Linked DNA regions of Sus scrofa: region 1 is linked to region 2. The links are chromatin contacts, called in public Hi-C maps. All regions are on one chromosome and are shown on one strand. Each heading gives the region's core, a stretch centred on a gene start, on an enhancer-like site or on the middle of the called end of the contact. The rest is flanking DNA. Distances are from core to core; before and after follow the strand shown.

What was found. Hi-C and Micro-C count contacts between places; a contact is called where the count stands out from the background.
Region 1: a contact with region 2 is called in a Hi-C map of liver, with 5 times the contacts expected there. The contact joins two enhancer-like sites. A contact is called at or near these places in 1 of 47 Hi-C or Micro-C datasets (liver) and 2 of 2 datasets of contacts at active chromatin or transcription factors (alveolar macrophages and skeletal muscle).

What each region holds. Positions count from the first base shown.
Region 1 is chr6:159,335,462-159,339,623 of Sscrofa11.1, forward strand. ECHDC2 (enoyl-CoA hydratase domain-containing protein 2, mitochondrial) reads left to right here. Exons shown (of 10, transcript XM_021096622.1): 4 at 73-159; 5 at 1,131-1,223; 6 at 3,279-3,335; 7 at 3,539-3,726. Among named protein-coding and RNA genes, the nearest start is that of ECHDC2, 11 kb to the left of the region's middle. Within about 2 kb of position 1,815, at least 7 of the 83 cell types and tissues checked have an H3K27ac peak or open chromatin away from gene starts, as enhancers often do. A contact at or near this core is called in liver, where this site is marked.
Region 2 is chr6:159,189,580-159,194,188 of Sscrofa11.1, forward strand. SCP2 (sterol carrier protein 2) reads right to left here. Exons shown (of 22, transcript NM_001168415.1): 21 at 4,607-4,609; 22 at 1,466-1,561. The coding sequence ends at 1,466. Among named protein-coding and RNA genes, the nearest start is that of PODN, 12 kb to the left of the region's middle. Within about 2 kb of position 3,047, at least 16 of the 83 cell types and tissues checked have an H3K27ac peak or open chromatin away from gene starts, as enhancers often do. A contact at or near this core is called in liver, where this site is marked.

The DNA.
Region 1 (4,162 bases), core at 565-3,064, 140 kb after region 2:
CCTTTTGCTGGATCCTTTGACAGCCTGGGATTCAGTACTGAGTCTTTGCCATCAACCTATCACCATCTGCAGGTGCAGACCTGAAGGAGCGGGAGCAGATGAGTGAGGCGGAGGTGGGGGTCTTTGTCCAGCGGCTCCGAGGCCTGATGAATGAGATTGGTGAGGGTCCTGGAATGGGGAGGAGGAGGGCGTTCAGGTTCTCTCTGATCCCCGACCCACCCCACCTGCCAGCCTCTACTCCAAAGAGAGGGCAGTTTTTGTGGGGATCTCTGAGGAGAGATAGATGACTCTGTGAGGAGGGGGAGCACAAGGAATTCCATGAGGGGGAGGGTGGCAAGAGGCTCAGAAGGCCTTTCTCCCAGAGGGAGCCCTGGCTTCTCAGCCCTTGTGCCCTGCTAGTCCTGACCCCCGACCCCTGTGCTCTCAGGGTCAAGCCTGGCTATGCCAGAGGAATCAACTTTTACCAAGCATGCTTTCAGGCTTTGACGATTACTGTTCTTTTTGCCTGGTATATCCCTCCTTGGCCATCTGATCTTTTTATTCGATCTTTAAGACCACCAGTGCCTCCTCCTCCAGGAAGCCACCCCTGACCCATCCTCCAAGTTTCCTTTTTCAGAGCACTGATCATCACTGGCTATTTACAGGTCTGCCTTCCTCATGCCTGAATCAATTTTGTGTTCCCAGCACCCTGCATGGTGCCTGGCACACAGAGATGAAAAGGGAGAGCAAAAAGGCTAGTTCCAGGGAGGCCAGCAGGAGAGTGGGCCTGAGCAGGGCTCATCCTGCCCACCTCCCCACTCCCGTTCCCCAGCTGACCCCATAGCTTTCCCTAGGGGCGAAACTGACTTCTAAGATAACTTGGCTGATGGAGTTCTCTTGTGGTACAGGGGGTTAAGGGTCCAACATTATCACTGCAGTGACTAGGGTCACTGCTGTAGCATGGATTCAGTCCTTGGCCCTGGAACTTCCATATGCTGGGGGCACTGCCAAAAAAAAAAAAAAAATAGATGACCTGTCTGAGGTACCATGTAAGGTCCCCAAATCTAGGACCAGTGAAACCCTCTGTCCCCTTAGGTCCTGTCCTGGTCCCGCCAGGGCCTTGCAGGCTAAGCCCTTCTTCATCTCCACAGCAGCCTTCCCTGCGCCCACCATCGCAGCTATGGATGGGTTTGCCTTGGGCGGAGGCCTGGAACTTGCCCTGGCCTGTGACCTCCGAGTGGCAGGTACCGGACAGGGGGAGAGGTGCGGTGGGGTGGGGAGGGAAGAGTAGAACAGGCTCATTCTGGGGATTCTGCCATCAGCCACTGCTCTTGGCTTTCCAACCAACCCAGAACTAAAGGCAACGTGGGGGTAGGGAGTTCAGGCAGATGGTTCCCCTCCCAGCTCAGCCACAGACTGCTGTAGTAGCCGCCCCTTCTTGGAGGCAGCTGCTCTCATCTCAGGAATGTTCCCACCAACCTCTGCAAAAAGAGCAGAGAGGGCGGGGCTGAGGACAAAGATTACCTGTTCAATGCTTTTTTTTTTTTTTTTTTTTTTTTTTTGCCTTTTAGGGCTGCACATGCAGCATGTGGAAGTTTCCAGGGTAGGGATCAAACTGGAGCTGCAGCTGCTGGCCACGGCGACAACCACAGCCACATGGGATCTGAGCCAGTCTGTGACCTACACCACAGCTCACAGCAGGGGCAGATCCTTAGCCCACTGAGCGAGGCCAGGAATGAACCCGCAGCCTCATGGATACTGGTCAGGCTTGTTCCCGCTGAGTCAAAAGGGAACTCGGTGTTCAACCTTGCAGTCCTGTCCGTGCCAGCTCTATCTAACATGTTATATAAACCGAGGGCACAGTCTTTCATCTGCCCAGCCAAGCGCAAACCTTCCTGGGCAGCAGCACTGCCCTTGGGTTTATCAGTGGCAAAGGTTTGTGTTACTTGTTCAGAGAAACTAAGCTTTGGAGTGGAGGAAAGGGTAAATGATCACTTTTTAACCTTACCAACTTGGTGGCTGGGCCTGTCCTTCTTCGAAGCAATCGGAACAAGTCTGAGTGCCTTCATGGTGCTATTCTTACCCTTACTCCTTTCTCTTAGCACCCATGGAATAATTTTTTTTTTCTTTTTTGCTTTTTAGGGCTGCACCCATGGCATATGTAAGTTCCCGGGCTAGCATTCAAATCAAAACCACAGCTGCTAGCCTACGACACAGCCACAGCAACACAGGATCTGAGCTGTGTCTGTAACCTACACCACAGCTCTTGGCAACACCAGATCCTTAACCCACTGAGCAAGGTCAGGGATTGAACCCACATCCTCATGGATCCTAGTTGGGTTCATTAACTGAGCCGTGAAGGGAACTCCAAGAACATTTTTTTTTATAATTATGTAACTCCAAGAGTTCCCCTGAAGCTTAGTGGGTTAAGAATCTGGCACTGTCACTGCCTGCAGCTAGGGTTGGTGCTGTGGTATGGCTTTGATCCCTGACCCGGGAACTCCTGAATGCTGCAGGTGCAGCCAAAAAAAAAAATTTTTTTAAGTGTAAAGGGAGTGTTTATCTACATGATGCATAGCAAAGAGAAGGCATCAAACTACCAGGCCAGGTCATAGCCCCAACTCTGCTTCTGGCGTGCCCATGTTTATTAGGTCAACTAACTGGCGGGGTTGGGAGCTAGGAGCAAGGCCATAACTGTACCCCCCCACCCTACCTGCATGCATGGTTCAGATGGCCTGTACTGAGGGAATTCAGGAGAAGGCTTGGGGTGGGGCGCTCAGGGAGGGCTTCTCAGAGGAAGCAGAACTTGGAAGGAGGATGTGGAACAGAAATTTCAGGCTGATGAAAGCTGAGAAGAGTAACTGTTGAGAGCAGGAGTCGCAGACATTTGGGAACAGACCTGAGCTAAGGATGCAGGAGACAGAGAATTCATTAACTTACAAATAGGTGTTGGGCACCTTCTAGGAACCCTCTCCTAATTCCAAGCACCATTACCTCATCTGAGCCTTAGCAGCCATCTGAAGCAGGAAGAGAGGGGTAATTGTCTTTTTCCCACTGCTGAGGCTCGGAAAGCATAAGAGACTTGCCTGGTGAGTCAGGGAGGCCGGATGAGGGCCTGGCCTCCTGTCTTCCAAGCGAGGGCTCTTCCAAAGGCAGTGTCTGGAAGAGTTCGGCTGTGGCCACACCATCAGGGAACTGGCTTATCAGAGGGGTAAGCAGAGCCTGCAGGTGCTGTCTCCTCTCCTTGGGGACTGGCGCTGGAAGGTAGGGTAGAGTTTCACTCTGTTCTGTTTAAGCAGCTTCCTCGGCTGTCATGGGGCTGATCGAGACCACCCGAGGGCTCCTCCCGGGAGCAGGTAACCATCCATCCTTCCCCTCAACCTGTTCAACTCTACTCTGTCCAGCATAATCCCTGGCTCTCTTCTTTTGCCCTGTGTCCTGGGCTCTGCCCTGCCACCCTAACTCACTCCCCCAAGAGGTCTTGGCTGACTTGCAGGCTGGGCTTCCTCGGGGCTTCCACTTCCCATGCAGATTCACCACCCCTGCTCCACCCTGACAGGGGGCACTCAGAGGCTGCCTCGATGCCTGGGCGTGGCCCTGGCGAAGGAGCTCATCTTCACAGGCCGACGACTGAGTGGGATGCAGGCCCAGGCTCTGGGGCTGGTGAACCATGCTGTGGCCCAGAACGAGGAGGGCAACGCCGCCTACCACCGGGCTCTAGCACTGGCCCAGGAGATCCTGCCCCAGGTGTGGTGGCAGCCGGGCACAGGATGCCCGTGCCATAGGGGTGCACGTGGAGGGTGGAGGGCGCTGGGGGCAGGGGGGTCTCATGGGGCCGCAGAAGATTCATTTACTTCCGCCCCCATCCCCGTTCCTGTCATGGCTCAGCGGAAACAAATCAGACTAATATCCATGAGGACTCGAGTTCAATCCCCGGCCTCACTGAGTGAAGGATCTGGGGTTGCCGTGAGCTGTGGTATAGGTCACAGACACAGACGCGTTGCTGTGGCTGTGGTGTAGGCTGGCAGCTGCAGCTCCGATTCGACCCCTAGCCTGGGAACCTCCATATGCCGTGGGCACGGGCCTAAAAAGCAAAAAAAAAAAAAAAAAAAAAAAAATTAAAGAAAGTGACTGAAATACCATAAGGAAAGACAATAACTTGCATTTTGGCATTTATTTTGCA
Region 2 (4,609 bases), core at 1,797-4,296:
CTGAACTTACCACCTTGCCCCATCCCCACATGCTGTCCTGCTGGTCACAGAACACGCAAGGCTATATGGTGTGAGGGGATCGGATCCGCAATCCCGAACTGACTAGTACAGGCTCCAACGTCCAAACAAACAAACGAAGCCACCTGGCTTTTGACCTCTGACCGCCTTTGGGTGAAGTAAATACGTTAACAGCAGAAAGGTGGGCCTGGAGGGCTCCCAACAGTTCTCCTGGGCTCTGAGTAGACTCACAGGATTAGCAGAGCTGAAGGGACCCGGGAGTCCATTTTAAATTCCCTCTTCGAACGGTTCAGCAAACAGGCCCGGACAGGTACTTATGTGCCTAAACAAGACTCCTGGCTCTAGTCAGTGCTCTTTCCACCACCACACGGTACCTTCCTAAGCAGGAACCAGAGACTGATCACGCCAAAGCAACCAGTAGCCAGGAGTCTGGATCACAGAGGCTGTAACCCCCCGAGTTTCTCTTACTCCTCATTTAGCAAACGCTGGTGAAAAAGAACATACACAAAACAAAGGAGGTGAGGAAAAGTTATTTTAATTTTCTATTAAATATTCGTCCCCAAACATTATTTTACCCCATTCTTACTGAATTATTAGAAATAGCATTAGCATTAGAAAAACTAGGAAGATAAACGTGGATAGTTAAAAAGGAAAATTATAACAAAGGTAGGAGAGCTTTACAAATTTAATTAATGTGAGATTATCATCTGAAAACTGTGCATCTCAAAGCAAATTTTATTTGTTCAATTATTTTTCACAACAGTGTTTTATGATCCCAATACATTGATTTTTTTTTTTCAAGAAGGAAACCCATTTTAAAAAATGTTTATTTTAAAAATAGGCCTGTGTGCAGCTACAGATTTTTTTTATGTCCCTAGCTCTGATCCTATGTCTTCAACTTGGGAAGAAAATATTGTTTAGATGGCATGAAATGCAAATTTTTAAAGTTTTTTTTTTTAAACATTCCAGTACAGAATTTTAAAAATTCTCAGTGAAAATAGATGAAGGTCATTAGTGCACAATATTAATTACTGTTCCACTACTGGTGTTCGTTCTCTTCCCTCGGCCTCCCAAGGAAAACTTAAATTGACTCTTCAGCAGAATAATCCTCAAACATACTTTATAAGCAAAATGAGAACTGTTGTTTACATAGTTTTTGGATTTTGCTGTTCCTAATTTTATTCTAAAACTCAATTGTACCCTAAACCATAATTACCACATTAACTTTGTAATGCACATTTGTAGGCAATTTTGCAAAGCAGTAGTATACCATCAGGTTCTATTTACCCAGCCCGTAGGAAAAACAGGATTGGTCACACCCATTTAAAAACTAATCTCATGCTATTTGCCAATGTGAATTTTCAGTCTAGGTTCTGACAGTGAAATATACGCATCTATATATTTGTATATCTCATCTTGATTTTCAAAGGTAGGCAAAGGGAGTTCTTCACAGCTTAGCTTTGCTGGGCTGAAGCTGAAGATTCTGTAACTTCATAGCCAGACCCATGTTGCCAAGGACTTTCAATTTGCCTTGAAAGAAGGCCTGTAAGAAGAGAGAAAATTTATTATTCGGTGTTTTGGGTTTTGAGATTGCTGATATTTCTAGACTACCCAGTCCCGAGATGATTTATTTATCCAGATCTCTTAAACTTTCCGGAATAGATTTGGAACCAGATTCTTCAAAAGGACCAATGTGCAAAAGCCATGCTTTACGCAGAGCAGTCAAAGGTGCATCCTCCCCAAATGTGTTCTCTGAGAAAGTGAGCCTGCTTTTACCTGCCTTCCTCAAAGGGAGTACATTTTCCAAATATTAGGCAAAGTGGGTCCAGACTAGACTGATTTTGTTTAAATCCCGTTACACGTGGAGCAGAAATATGAGCTGAAATTTCCAGGGCTCAGCTAGCAGGGAGAAAAAGCACATGCGTAACTCACCAAGAAACTCTTGGGAGTCAATACAACGTGGGTGAAATGCCACCAAGTCTCTTCCTTTTTCGGTCTCCACGATCAGGACTGATTCCCTACAGAGGGAGGCCAGGCAGCCTGCTGGGACCGAGGTGCCTGTGCTAATCTTTGGCTCAATAAAGAGCATCAAACCGATCCCAAGGGCAGAGCCACAATTTGTTCCATTTCACAACTGCCTGGGATTAGATCACATGATGTTTGCTAAATTTATCATGTAACAAAACCCCAGGAAGACTTTAAAGAAATACCAAAACTGAGAACACAGCATGATTTCCCTGCTATGATCTCAGCCTTTTAACTTAATTCTTAAAATAAGGGAAAGTGAGAGGAGAAGTTTCTGGTAGCCTTCGCCTCCTAACAAGTTCACTAAGATGTCACGGGCTCTTCTGCCTCAACCGTAGGAAGGCACAGAGCTCTGCTTTCTCTGCACCTTCTGGTAAGGGTGACTAATTCCTTTCTTTTCCCCCTTCCTCTGTCTGGACAAACTAAATATTTCCTTTCTATATGGCACACAGCCTTCTGTCTGATGGCTTAAAGGTCAGGTGTCTCAGAACACGATACACTGCACATATGCCTTAAAAATATGGACCGGGAGAAATTCGGCATCTTCCCCTTTTATTAATTAAAAGAGGAAATGGCTTTTTAGTTAATCGTTATTATAGAAAAGACACACCTTCACCTTTTAGAGAACCCAAACTTAAGAATCACTTAAATCTGGCCCCTAGCGTGTTCCTCCCGTGGGCTTCCTGTTAGAGAGCACAATGCTTTGTTTCAACTGCAGCCAAACACTGAAATTATAATTTCCACTGCATTTGATGGTTTCCAGTCAAATCCTCTACGGAGCATAAGGAAAGGCCATTAGCACAACCACAGAAAGGTCTCCAGGTTTTATCTGTAATGCCTTAGGGTGCTAACAGGTGTTCAGGAAAAGCAAACTGACACTTCACTCCCCCAAGTGGGGGGCAAACAGATAAACTGAGAGGACGAGGGCAGCTGCGTGTGAAGTCTGCTTGCCCTGCCAAGGAAGCGTGCGGAGTGGACCGAGGAACAAGCAGCAGTGGGTGGGAAGGTGGATGTCCGCCAGCTCCGAGACTGGTGGCCTGTGTTCTGTCCAGATTTTTGGAGAGGGTGCAGTGGGTGGAAATGCCAGCTGTCAATGGTGCGTATTCAGCCGAAACGTCACAGACCCGTCTCTCACGTGTCAATGCATGTCTGAAAGATGCTTAGCTGCCTTGAAAAAGCATTTTAAAAAGGCACAGGAGTAGGAGTCAGATTTAGCTGTTTTATCCAATCTTTCAAATTATGAGGGTATGGCAGGAACAAGATCTAAAACAAACCAGGCCAAGGCAACAAAAAATAAGGTTACAATGGAAAGCAGCAGCTTAACTTCGTGTTATCTATGACTAACGGACGGCTCAGGACACCACATCTGTTCAATCCTGTGCCTCTCAACAGGGGAAGAAGACCTTTGACGATCTGGGGGCCCAGACCATCTAGACGAGACATAAACCCATTTTAGACAGATACAAACTAATCCAGGCATCATGCTAAGTTCTGGAGACAAGAAGATGAACAACGGAGTTCCCGTTGTGGCTCAGTGGAAACGAATCTGACTCGTATCCATGAGGATGCAGGTTCGATCCCTGGCCTTGCTCAGTGGGTTAAGGATCTGGCATTGCCGTGACTGTGGTGTAGGTCGCAGACGTGGCTTGGATCTAGTGTGGCTGTGGCTGTGGCTGGCTGGGCCAATGACTACAGCTCTGATTTGATCCCTAGCCTGGGAACCTCCATGTGCCATAGGTGCGGCCCTTAAGACAAAAAAAAAGATGATGAACAAGATATGGTTCATTCCCTTGAGGCAGACACAGTCTAGCAGGGGCACATTATGACCAATAAAATCAGAGACCTGCCAAGCTTGCAGTCCAGGAAGTGGCCCAGAAGAGGGACTGTCCACAGCCCCCTCGCAATGCGGCAGGAGGTCTTTGGAAAGGACATTTTGAAAGCCAAGGAGCTTGTCGAGGAAGGACAGTTCAAGTGAAATGAGAAGAGGCAAAGGTACAAAATGGAAGGGATCCTGCCTTTGTTCACACCCGTCCCTCTTTCTGCCTCGATGGCTCCTACTCTGCATGTGGGCAATGCCAGTTCCTAATCCGCCCCCCGCCCGTCCCCCGGACGCAGCCAGGTATCACGTCACAGGGGAAGCCTTCTCTGATGGCCCAGGAAGACCCGGCTTCTCCTTCCCCCACTCTCCCACCCCAACCACAAGCTGGGGAGGGGGGCACCTCGAATATTTGGCTGCGCTTAAGTCTGTTGCAAACCTGACTTATACCGAACGGGGGATGCCCTGAGCATGGAACTATTTCTTAGTCACCTGGGTATGTGAAGTACACAGGACAAAAACCTAAGAAAAAAGAAAAAAAAAAAAAAAAAAAGAAAGTACACAGGACAGGGTCTGGCACATGGTCAAGCTCCACAATGGTCTGTCATTTGTTAAGTGAACCTTTCGGGAAACACGGAGTTTGGCGGGTCTGCCCGCTCTGCACTGACCACTTGCTGAGGCGAGTGATGAAGAAGAGGCCACCCCCCCAAGCCCCGAATAGAGGCATATAAGCACCATCATACTCACCAA